Regions from separate parts of the Danio rerio genome. Here regions 2 and 3 are each linked to region 1. The links are chromatin contacts, called in public Hi-C and Micro-C maps. All regions are on one chromosome and are shown on one strand. The core of a region is the stretch at or near the end of the contact, and the rest is flanking DNA. Distances in the headings are between cores, read along the strand shown. Region 1 holds the start of znf704 (zinc finger protein 704). Region 2 holds the start of zbtb10 (zinc finger and BTB domain containing 10). Region 3 holds the start of hey1 (hes-related family bHLH transcription factor with YRPW motif 1).

The links. Hi-C and Micro-C count contacts between places; a contact is called where the count stands out from the background.
Region 2: a Micro-C map of caudal fin shows a contact between it and region 1, with 4 times the contacts expected there. The contact joins the promoter of zbtb10 here to the promoter of znf704 in region 1. A contact is called at or near these places in 2 of 18 Hi-C or Micro-C datasets (caudal fin and hematopoietic stem cells) and 3 of 4 datasets of contacts at active chromatin or transcription factors (caudal fin, embryo and gastrula embryo).
Region 3: a Hi-C map of hematopoietic stem cells shows a contact between it and region 1, with 1.8 times the contacts expected there. The contact joins the promoter of hey1 here to the promoter of znf704 in region 1. A contact is called at or near these places in 1 of 18 Hi-C or Micro-C datasets (hematopoietic stem cells) and 1 of 4 datasets of contacts at active chromatin or transcription factors (embryo).

What each region holds. Positions count from the first base shown.
Region 1 is chr19:34,493,295-34,496,924 of GRCz12tu, reverse strand. It overlaps znf704 (zinc finger protein 704), which reads left to right and starts at 2,159. Exons shown (of 9, transcript NM_001044918.2): 1 at 2,159-2,748. The coding sequence starts at 2,503. It also overlaps a transcript of hpca not described here.
Region 2 is chr19:34,344,382-34,348,224 of GRCz12tu, reverse strand. zbtb10 (zinc finger and BTB domain containing 10) reads left to right here and starts at 2,194. Exons shown (of 4, transcript NM_001128539.1): 1 at 2,194-2,608. The coding sequence starts at 2,267.
Region 3 is chr19:34,259,066-34,262,905 of GRCz12tu, reverse strand. hey1 (hes-related family bHLH transcription factor with YRPW motif 1) reads left to right here and starts at 1,506. Exons shown (of 5, transcript NM_212561.1): 1 at 1,506-1,636; 2 at 2,134-2,209; 3 at 2,316-2,399; 4 at 2,733-2,814; 5 at 3,322-3,840. The coding sequence starts at 1,551.

The DNA.
Region 1 (3,630 bases), core at 910-3,409:
AGCAATAGTCACAACACAGGCTTAGATTATTTAATAAAGATTAATGATATTATTATTTTAAAATAATTTTTACAATGACCATGATATTTTATGTTTGATTGTGCTGCTATTATACTGTAATTAATGATTTTTGCAAACGGACTGCATAGAAAAAGACTTGATCATTCCAATCTATCTAAATAAATGAATTAGTCGAAATCTGGTGAAATTATACACATATCGCATTATCCATTCATTTATTCATTGATTTATTAATTCATTCATCCATTCATTTATTCATTCATTTTTCTTCAGCTTTAGAATGAACCGCCAACTTATCTAGCACATGTTTTTACGCAATGGATGCCCTTCTAGCAGCAACCCTGGGAAACACCCATACACACTCATTCACACACATACACTACGGACAATTTAGCTAGCCCAACTCACCTTTAGCTCATGTCTTTGGACTGTGGGGGTAACTGGAGCACCTGAAGGAAACCCACGCCAACACCAGAATCAGAATCAGTTTTATTGCCAAGTTTGCTTCACACACACAAAGAATTTGTTTTGCAGCTTCCAGTGTACATAAAGTGACAACACAAAACAAATATGGAAAAAAAGAAATACGAAAAACATTAAACAGAGATGCAGTCAGTTAAAAAAAAATAAAATCTGGATGTTGAGTTATATATACAGATTTGTTCTAACATGGGGAGAACATGCAAACTCCACACAGAAATGCAAACTGACCCAGCCGAGGCTTGAACCAGCGACCTTTTTGCTGTGAGGCGATCGTGCTACCTACTGCATCACTGTGACGCCCATATAAAAACAAAATATTGCAATGTCAGATTTTCCAAAATCGCACTGCCCTAACCCTAGGCCACAAAACCAGACTTAAGATAGAAAAACCAACAATACTTTGTCTGGGTCAAAATTACTTATTTTATGCAAAAAGTATATAATATAAAATATTATATTATATACTATTATATTAAAATAGCATATAGTATAAAATATATATTATTATGAGATTATGTCCCATGACAACATTTTGTAAATTTCCTCCTTTAACATATATTAAATTATTTGATATATTATTATTTTATATCTAATTTATGCTTTGCTAATAACTTAATTGGGACAACTTTAAAGGCAATTTTCTCAAAATTTAGATTTTTAGTTTGAAATCTTAAATTCCAGATTTTTAAATAAATGTAGTTGTACTTGGTCACAATTTTCCTATCCCCAAAAAAACATATATATTATTTACTCAGCTTTCAGGTGACGTATAAATCTCATAAATTTAATAGCAAGTTAAAAAGTACAGTTCATCCACCAATTCTGTCATCATTTACATTGAAATATAGAAATAAACATTACTATGCAGGTAGAACAATGACTAATAACATTTTTATGTGATATCCCTTTAAGAGGTCAACATTAACAAACACAACCACCTTCAATATAACAAATATAAAGCTTTAACTGTTTGTATTATGGTCAGCCAAGTTTCTCTATTTGCTATGTGGTTTTACTTAAACAGTTTATTAAATCAAAGACAGATCTCGTCACCCCAGAGGACCCACGGGAATCCCTGCCGCCTGTCAATCATTCTCGCCGGGTCACACACTCGGTTTTGACGGTATACTATCATAATCATCATCATCACTGTCATTAATGTTATGAGCACTGACCTACCTACATAATACCTACTCAAAGACTATCCTCTCCCCATCCTTACGTCATTGTATAAATCGCAGAGCCCGTTGCTTGTGTTTGGAGGGAAACTGCAGATGAAAGAGAGCGCGAGCGAGTGGAGGCGTGTGTGCCGTCAGCCAATCAGAACGCACACTGGCTGCGCGAGCGCACATGTTTACAGGCGACATTCCGCCGGTACGGCCAATGGCTCTTGAAAACACGAATGGATTATACGGAATGGAGCCGTTCTCTCGTGGAACAGGATTTACTGTGATCTGACTTTAAAACCAGCTATTAAATCAACACTATCGACACTGGAGATGCTATTTGATGCATTAGTATAAGTTAGTTCTCCAGTCGTCCATTTTCAGGTTGTTTGTTGTTACATAAATGCCCGTGCTGTGTATTGTGAAAAACACACAGTGTTTATCAATCCAAAACTGCTGATCCGCTCCGCGTTTTACCACAGTCCATCAGCTTTAAGGGAACGGCAAGCAAAACAAACAGGTCGACAGAAGAAAGATATCGGTTGCCGGTCGGTCGTACGGTCAGACGGACGAAGAGGTTATCAAGCGTAGCTCATTTGCATGTCGTAACCGTTCGCCGGTCTCGTGTTCCGAACATGCGCGCAAACGCCGGTGAATTATGTGGATGCGGTCCAGATATGTGGTAATGTTGTCGTATTTTTTGCATGTTCGGCCCATGATGACGGTCGGTATGTTCGGGTTTTGTCAGCGTGATATTTTTTGCTTTTAAAAGGCACGTTCTTGTGCAACGATCGAAGTCATTAGATTTACGCATTTGATTGATATATCAACTATGCATACGCGGCGGCTGGTGAAGCGCTCGGTCATTGGAAGCCGCGTGTGCGCGCCGGGTTTAACAGGGGACGCGGCTCCGCTCACGGGAGTCATCCAGGCTGTCAAACAAGACAACAGGGATGCTTCAACCGGCCATCGGCGCAACGTGTACACCGTGCTCATGCAAGACGGGAGCGTGAAAGAATATTCAGAGGAAGAGATTGCACAGATGACTGCGAAGGCGCCGCTGAAGTCGAGCCTGAAGGTGTGTGTGTGTGTGTGTGGTCAGCTGAGCTTGTTGTTGTTGTTGTTGTTGTTGTTGTGTGCACCTTGTCGCACACAGTATTGTTTACATTGCATTGAGATATTACTTGTTTGATAGTCCAAATCATTTTCATTTGAAAGTGAGAGAGCAGATATTGCAGTATAGCCTCATTATGCTGAGGCAAGAGCTCCGCACTAAAATGATTAAGGAGTCGTTGGCTCTCTAAATTAAACATTTAGCTGCCAAATTACTTTTTAGTTACCAAATTATAGAACCAGTGTCCATGCTCTCAATTTGTTGAACTCCGACAGTTTTGATCCGTTGTAATAAAATTGGATCAAATCTAAAAACTGGCAGTTCATTCCGCCGTGGCGACCCCTGATCAATAAAGGAACTAAGCCGAAAAGAAAATGAATGAATGACTCTAAAAACCGAATCAATGCCTCTTGCAAAGAACAGCTTATCTATATGAATTGCATGTATCTTATAGTTGACATGCACTGTAAAAAATACTGGGTTCCACGTAATTGATTTGTGTTGGGACAACTTAAAGGAACTAAGTTAGCTTATGAGTTTTTACAAATTTAAGTAGATTGAACATAAAACAATTAAGTTGTCCAAAAAAAACAAGAATTGTGTTGTTTCAACTCATTTTAAAAAAGAAGTTTGAACAAATAGCAGACTTATTTTTTGAGTGCAGTCACTATGTGGTAAAGGCTTTAAAAAATACTGATTTGGTGAGTTTAACTGGCTAAAACAATTTAAACGTTATGCTTTTTGTCATTTTCATGACCGATTAACTTGTAGTCAATCATTTAGGCTATTTTTAATCTATTGAACTCACTTATGTAGACTTATATCTTATTTTACATGTAGTAATAA
Region 2 (3,843 bases), core at 945-3,444, 150 kb after region 1:
TTGTCCTATTAGACTTTACGTGTTCTCAACTTGCACTTTCAAGTAACAATTTTTAGTTTTGGGTTTCTCAAACCAAAAATGTGCTTATTTTGAGTGCATGTATTTGGACTTGTGGGGGAAACCGAACCACCTGGAGGAAACCTACAAAAACATGGGAAAAACATGCAAACTCCACACAGAAACGCCAACTGATCCAGCCAAGGCTTGAACCAGGGACCTTCTTGCTGTGAGGCAATTGTGCTACCCACTGCGCCACCATTGCTGCTGTATTTTTACCATTATTCAGTAAAAATTGAACAGAGCTTTTAAGTAATGGAAACATAATTTTATTATTTTTCAACCTTTATTAAGTATTGAATCCTTTTTAGTTTTCTACATCAAACAATAAACACAAAAATAGTCAAATGCATTTATTAAGTTGAAAATTCTCTTTTTTTAAGTATTACAGAATTTATACCACAATGTTAAAACATCATTTTAACTTTATTTTTTTTAATACTCTGGCAAAGGCTACAACTTTAACCCCTTTAACAGAAGCTATAAATGACAGAGATAATGATAAAGGGTTACCGGTATTGCTCTTTTTAATGTACACTAAAAATATTTTGTATTCCTTATGAAAAAAAGAAAATTGGACACTCTGGCAATTAGTAATCCAAGCCATTTTTTCCAGATCTTCAGCGAATAACACACAATTACCATCCTAATTTCGACATGATAATGGTAATGATTAGCAGGGCTAACAAAAATGAAGTCCTGCTCCTCCATGAGGGTGAGCTCGGAGTTTTTAATTCACCTACAGTCAAACCGGACACGCCCAGAGGAAGCTGCATGCGCTTATAAATCGTCAATCGTGTTATCATGTTTGTAGTGTAGGAAATGACGCCACCCACTGGGTGACAGGCTTTAATAATCCTACAGAAAGTAGCCTATATTCTAATCTAAACAATCAAGGAAATATTCGTCGTTTTTTTTTTTTTTATCTCAAATGGCCCTTCAAATACACCATATGTGATCTTAAATTTGATGTTGTAAAACTGTAAATAGACATGTCTCAGTTTATTTTTTTAAGTTTTAAAATGAAATATGGCGGTTCGTTCCGCTGTGGCGACCCCTGGTAAATCAGGGATTAAGCCTAAAGATGAGAGTGATTATGGTACGAGTTGGAGATAAAATGAATAGATGAATAAAAAAATCATGACAACAACATAAAACTATTTTGACAGTGACAGTGCCTTTTCTTGCATTTTATATAGCTTCGCTGCGATAATGTATTTTAACTATCTGTATTTGTAATACAATGCAGTATTAAAGTTTCCAGATATTTCAAATTGTGTGATGAAATATGTATTAAAAATCAACCAGTGTCAAAACTTGTATATTTAACCATCCACCTCCATTACCACCTGGAAAATACACCTATGCATGCATTCATCGCGAGAAGCTTTTTACTCCAGCGAGTCAGCAGCGACCCACCTGTCCTGATCATCGGGACTCGCGCGACAAACATGGAGCGCCGGCTGTAATGTCACGCGCCGGGGAGGGCGTGAAAGGGATACAAAGACTTATTGGTTCGAGACGTGTAGCCCTTTAGATGAAAAAGCATGCGGAAAATGGGTGCAGTCATCGACACAAAAGACCCCTGGCTGTTCGGCGTCACCCCCATCTTCCTTTAACACGAGCCCCCCCTCCTCCCTCTGACCGAGATGCATTGTGGGGGAAGTCGTTGCCATTCGACCTCTGCGGGGCCTGCGCGGACGCAGACAGAACCCTGAAATTCATTATGCCTTTAAAACCCCTATTTATTTCCGCATAACCTACATACTCTCACCAGGAGGCCGGAGCGCGGAAAAACGGCTCATTTCATGCGGAATACTTTATTTACGAGAGCCGCGATCGGATTTTTGTTTTGTTGAGGAAGTGAAGATTGTAATTTATTTCTAGAAAAATGTCCGGAGAGCGAAACCGCAGGTCGCTGGCTTTCCGAGGAGGTGGATTAGCCGTCACCGGTCCCAGCGCCGTCGGAGGAGGCAGCAACGGCAACAGCTGTGAGGCCCCGGCCTGTCAAGACCGACATTTGAACGGGAACAGACCGGATCAGGAGGACGATCGGGATTTGGGGGCGAAAGGACCATCGCTGGGGAAAGTCGAGGGCGGGGGGTCTGTCAGCGACAGCACGGAGCCGGAGGCAGAGGAGGACGAGGACCCGGAAGGGGGCACTTGGACAGCGGGGAAACATAATGACAGGGGCGTTTTAAACAGCGTAATGCTGAAAACCGAGGGCTGTAAGAAGGCGACTGGCAACGGTGTGAACCGGGAGGACGGGAGCACGGGAGAGGCGGAAGAAACGGCCGCGAGAAAGCCGCTGCTGGAGATGAGACCTCAGACGCTGCTGCAGAAACACTCGCTCTTCCAAGCCTGCTGGCTGGAGGAGTTTCCCTGGCTCAGATTCAGCCACGAAACAGGACTCATGTCTTGCTCCTGGTGCCATAACATCGCCACCAACAACAGCGACGAGTTGGTAAAAGGCAGTCGGAATTACAAGCGGGCCTTGCTGCTGAGACATCACCTGTCCTCGGAGCACGGCAGGAATGACCCGACCAAACAGGTACGTTCGCAGTCTGGTATAACGGGGACACTCGCACCGCCGACGAAGACGAGTTTAAAAGGGTTGTTCCGTGTTTCGTTAACAAACGTCGACGTTTTTATTCCTATTTTAGAGTGGGAATGTTGTTTTCGAAGAGGTTTAGCGAGCTAACAAGTATGTTAGCTATACTCAAGTCGGAGGTAGCAGGTTAGCATGTGTGAGCTAACTGGATCAGCGCTGTCAATTCGTGAGGGGAGCTTAAAACCCTCGACTGCCTCGTTTAAAGTATAAATATTTATCTTAGATGTCATATGCTCATTTAAAGCCTTACAGAAACCATATTGTTTCCTTTTTTACAAGAATTCGTTGTGTGATTGTGTAGGATTTAATACGAGATATCAATTATTAAACAGACCGCAAGTGAGATTGTGACTCAAAATGTTCTCTCTGTTTCCTGCGTTGCACTGTAATTATCAACCCTGGTTACCAGGGTAACTAACCTGATTGCCACAGAGGTCACACAATGGCAAGGGCTTGACCCTGCTACCTTTGGGGAGCCGCACCCCTTCCCAACCCCCTCGCTGTAAAAAGTGACCTCTGGCACATCTCACCCTCCCCTTTTAGGGCATCTAAATTAGAGGCATTGTGTTAGGTGACTCCCCAAGATCCATAGATAGTGTGTGTCATTTGCTACATTGGACTGGAGTGAATTATGTCGCCTGTAAGGACAGCAATGCCTGATACGTGCAGACCACTGCAATGAGCAGAATGAGATTAGACTCGAAGTCATATCACACCAGAACAATGTTCTATTGGTCATTTGCTCGTATAATGCACTGCAAAAGTGAAATTTGATTCATATTTCTTCTGTCTTCTATACCCGGAGGAGATGTCGTTTAAGATAAATTGTTATTGATCAATATTTGTAATGCTTCAGATTCCATGTGCTCTATCAAGCCACAGAATGACTGATTCAAATACTTAATTCCACCCAGAAGATGCCGTGTTATTGGTTTGCCTGTGAAATCCCTTAAGGATTGCGTGGTATGATAACGTCCAGTCTGTCTAATCAGGGTGACACAAAGTGTTCCACTAACTCAATTTATACCCCTCACTAATTAGGAAGGAAAGGAGGAGGAGATTACCACTGACTCCCTAGCAACACGGGGTTAAGACGCTCCAGCAGATCTGAACCCTGTAACACTTTCCTGTTCGCTCACTTTGAAGTGACCTCTGTCAGTCAACCTTTTCACAGT
Region 3 (3,840 bases), core at 257-2,756, 230 kb after region 1:
CAGTGACCTTCTTGCTGTGAGGCGACAGCACTACCCACTGCGCCACTGCATCCCAATATTTAGAATGATCGACTATTTTGTTTCAGTGAGTGCAGATGAGAAAAAATTTATAAAGTTAATTTTTATACAAATATAGCTTTGTCATGAATAATCATACTTCAATCATATTTTTCACAAATATTGTTTAAAACATTTAAGCCAACACTTTGTTGGAGCCAATAGCCTAGTGGTTAAGTGTGTCAACATATAGCATTGTGGTGCTCATGGCAACCCGAGTTTGATTCTTGCCTCAAAGTCCTTTGCAGACCATCCACTTCTCTCTGCTTCCCCACATTTCTTTCGACACTCTCCACTGTTCAGTCCAATTAAGGTGACAACCCCTAAACAATAAGAATTATTTAAAAAGTCAACACCTCATTTGTATTTAATATACCATGAGGATAAAAATGATTTTGTTAATTAAATTGAATGCTATTGGATGTCTTATTTTTGAGCTATATACTTTTTAATCAATATTATACAACTGTATCACTTTTGATTAAGTTTTTAAAAGTTTTAGAATTTAAATGTTTTACATTTTAAACACTAATGTGATGTGTTTAACATTAGAATGTAACTTTTAATGGGTTGAAATGTCTAGTTCAATATGCATTTAATAAGTTTGTACTTATATAAACACAATATAACAAATGTATAACTGAACACCTGGAAAAAAATAGCAGATGAAATACAGCCTAAGCTATTAGCTTTTGAATTAAGTATTAGTTATATGTATATTAATTTTACAGTTTTTTCCCTATGCTTCAGTGCAAACTGTTGTAAGTAATGCATGCATGTGTACAATGATTAAAAAAGTTTAAAAATATATAATATTCCTGACGAGCTTATAATAAGCAAGTGGAAACTCCTTGATTCGTCGCCGTGTCCTTTGATGCATTTAAATTGACTGTTCACTTTAAATTGTAAAGCACCTTTTGGAACGCCGTCAAAGAAGGTGCATGTTTGAGCCTCGCGGAGTGCATTTAGAGTTGGTGGCTTCCTCGTACACACTGCACTCCTTCGGATGAGTTAGTATTAGATTACAGGTTCACACGCTCACTCGCAGACCGCCCGTCGCCCCAACCAATTGCCCCATTCATTCCAGCGCCGGAGACGGCCGTCGCCCCTCATTGGTTATCAGCGTTCAGCTAAGAAACTTTCCCACGGCCAGCGCGTGCTGACAGCCGGCCAGCCACTCCTTTCAGCCGGGCGAGACAACACGAGCACCGGCGGAACCCGCGGGCGGAGCTGCTCACTCACGGACGCGCACGCGATTGGTCGTTTGTTGAGCGTGTTCAGAAGGGAGGCGGGGCAAAAAGGAGGTGTAAACAGCCTACGTGTCACTCACACGCAGATGTGCTCGCTGATTGGCTATCAGCACGCTCAGACACGCCTCTCTTGGCGAGCTGTGGAGTTGAAATGATACCGTGGGAAAGCTAGTCGGTTCATACGGATGAACGTTTGTCTCACCTGACGCACGCTGAGGATACGCGCTGCTAAACTGTCGAAAAATGAAGAGAAATCACGATTTCAGCTCGTCGGACAGTGAGCTCGATGAGAATATCGAAGTGGAGAAGGAGAGTGCGGATGAAAATGCGTAAGTCAGATGTCAATTATTTATTTTGAGTCATCTACTTGCTTATTTCTGAAAAAAAAACTAAAGTTTAAAGATAAACAACGGACGATAATTAATTTGTGTCCTGCCCAAAATTCAGGTTAATAACTGTAATTCGTGTCTGCCGGCAGAAGCAGATATATTGACTAGAAATCGTTTGGTTTATGCTGGTTAAAATTAAATGTTTTTCAGATATTGTTTATCCTGGAACATTATTGCTTTCTGAAAATAAAAACTTAATCCCAACCTCTAAACCTAAATCAATCTTTTATTTTTTTTCCACAAAAACCAGCTGAAAATAATGAGTTAAAAAGCATAACCATGATTACAATCCTAAACCCATAACAGAAAGTGTAAACTTGCTCTAAATTTGTTGATTTGTATGTTGTTCCAGGATCAACAACGTTGTTGTTTACAATTTGCACTTCATAAACCCGTTCTGCGTTTGTATTAATCGTATTGCTGTTTTGTTTTTAAAGCGGTGCGAATTCTCCACTCGGGTCAATGTCTCCATCCACAACCTCTCAAGTACAAGCAAGAAAACGTCGCAGAGGGGTAAGACATTTTTTTCTTTGCGAAGCCTTACATTTGTAACGTCGATTAAACGACTTTAATGTCCTCAAGTGAGCGTTAATAATGATTTCGCGATCTATCTGGACAGATCATCGAGAAGCGCCGGAGGGACCGGATAAATAACAGTTTATCTGAGCTGCGCAGGCTGGTGCCCAGCGCCTTTGAGAAACAGGTGAGTGACTGTCAGTGCACCTGACTCACATCGCAAAACAAATCAGTGAGCACGAGTAATTTGGTTTAATCCTGTAGCCTATTATCATTTCTATTGAAAAAAGACAGTGAAGCAAAAGTTACAATTTCTTAAGAGAGTTTACAAGTAGACAAATTAATAAATACTTATTTATTTGACCAGTCCACCACTTATTATTTGACATTTTGAATTAGAAAATTGTTCATTATAAATGTTTAACAAAATATATGAAACCAAAATGAGGATATGTGTTGTAGTCACTGAGAGTACATTTATAGTCTTTTAACCACTTAACACATTTATTCTTGTCCTCAGGGCTCAGCTAAACTAGAAAAAGCAGAAATTCTGCAGATGACCGTAGATCATTTAAAGATGCTTCATGCTGCAGGAGGAAAAGGTAAGGTTTTACCACTATATATATATATATATATATATATATATATATATATATATATACTTCATAATGTGTTTTAATATTTGATTGTATTTATATTACAAATAAAATCAGAATATGCTTTTTAGATGTTTAAAAACATTCAATACTAAACTCTTTAATGCATAAGAATATTTTCTAATCATCCATGAATGCTGAAAGTTATTATAAAGTCTTACCAATTCGACAAACTTCACCATTCATTGTAGTATTTACCTTTGCATTACTAGATCATCCAAAGTTTGGGAATCTGCTCAAGGAAATTCCCACAGTGAAAATAATTACTAGCTCCTGCACGACTCAAACAGGACAAACTAGATGTGTAAAGTGCTTTATAATCTCTGCTGTTTATCTAGTGACATTTCTGTTTCGCCCTCAGCCACTCCCACTGTGATCTACCAACTGCAGTTTGTGTTTCCTGTAATGATAATCAGATCAGATCACTCAACGCTGTCTTTCTCTGTCGCACAGGTTACTTTGATGCTCACGCTCTGGCCATGGATTACCGAGGACTGGGTTTCCGCGAATGTCTAGCAGAGACTGCACGTTACCTCAGTATCATCGAGGGCCTGGACAACACCGATCCCCTCCGCATCCGTCTGGTTTCACATCTCAATAGCTACGCCTCTCAGAGAGAAGCTCACTCGGGTTTGGGCCACTTGGCATGGGGTTCTGCATTTGGAACGCCTCCCAGTCACCTGGCCCACCACCTCCTCCTGCAACAGCAGCAGCAGCAGCAGGGGGCGCCACTGGCACGCAGTACCAGCAGTCCTCCATCCTCAAACTCATCATCGCCCTCCTCCTCGTCTCCTTCCGCCCCGTCAACAGAGCCCAGGTTGAGCGGGACGGTGATCAGCGAGGCAGGGCAGACGGGACCGTTAAGGGTGCCACCCAGTACCTCCCTTCCCCCAGGCCTCACTCCACCTACTGCATCTAAGCTTTCTCCGCCCCTCCTGACGTCACTTTCAAGCCTGTCAGCGTTTCCCTTCC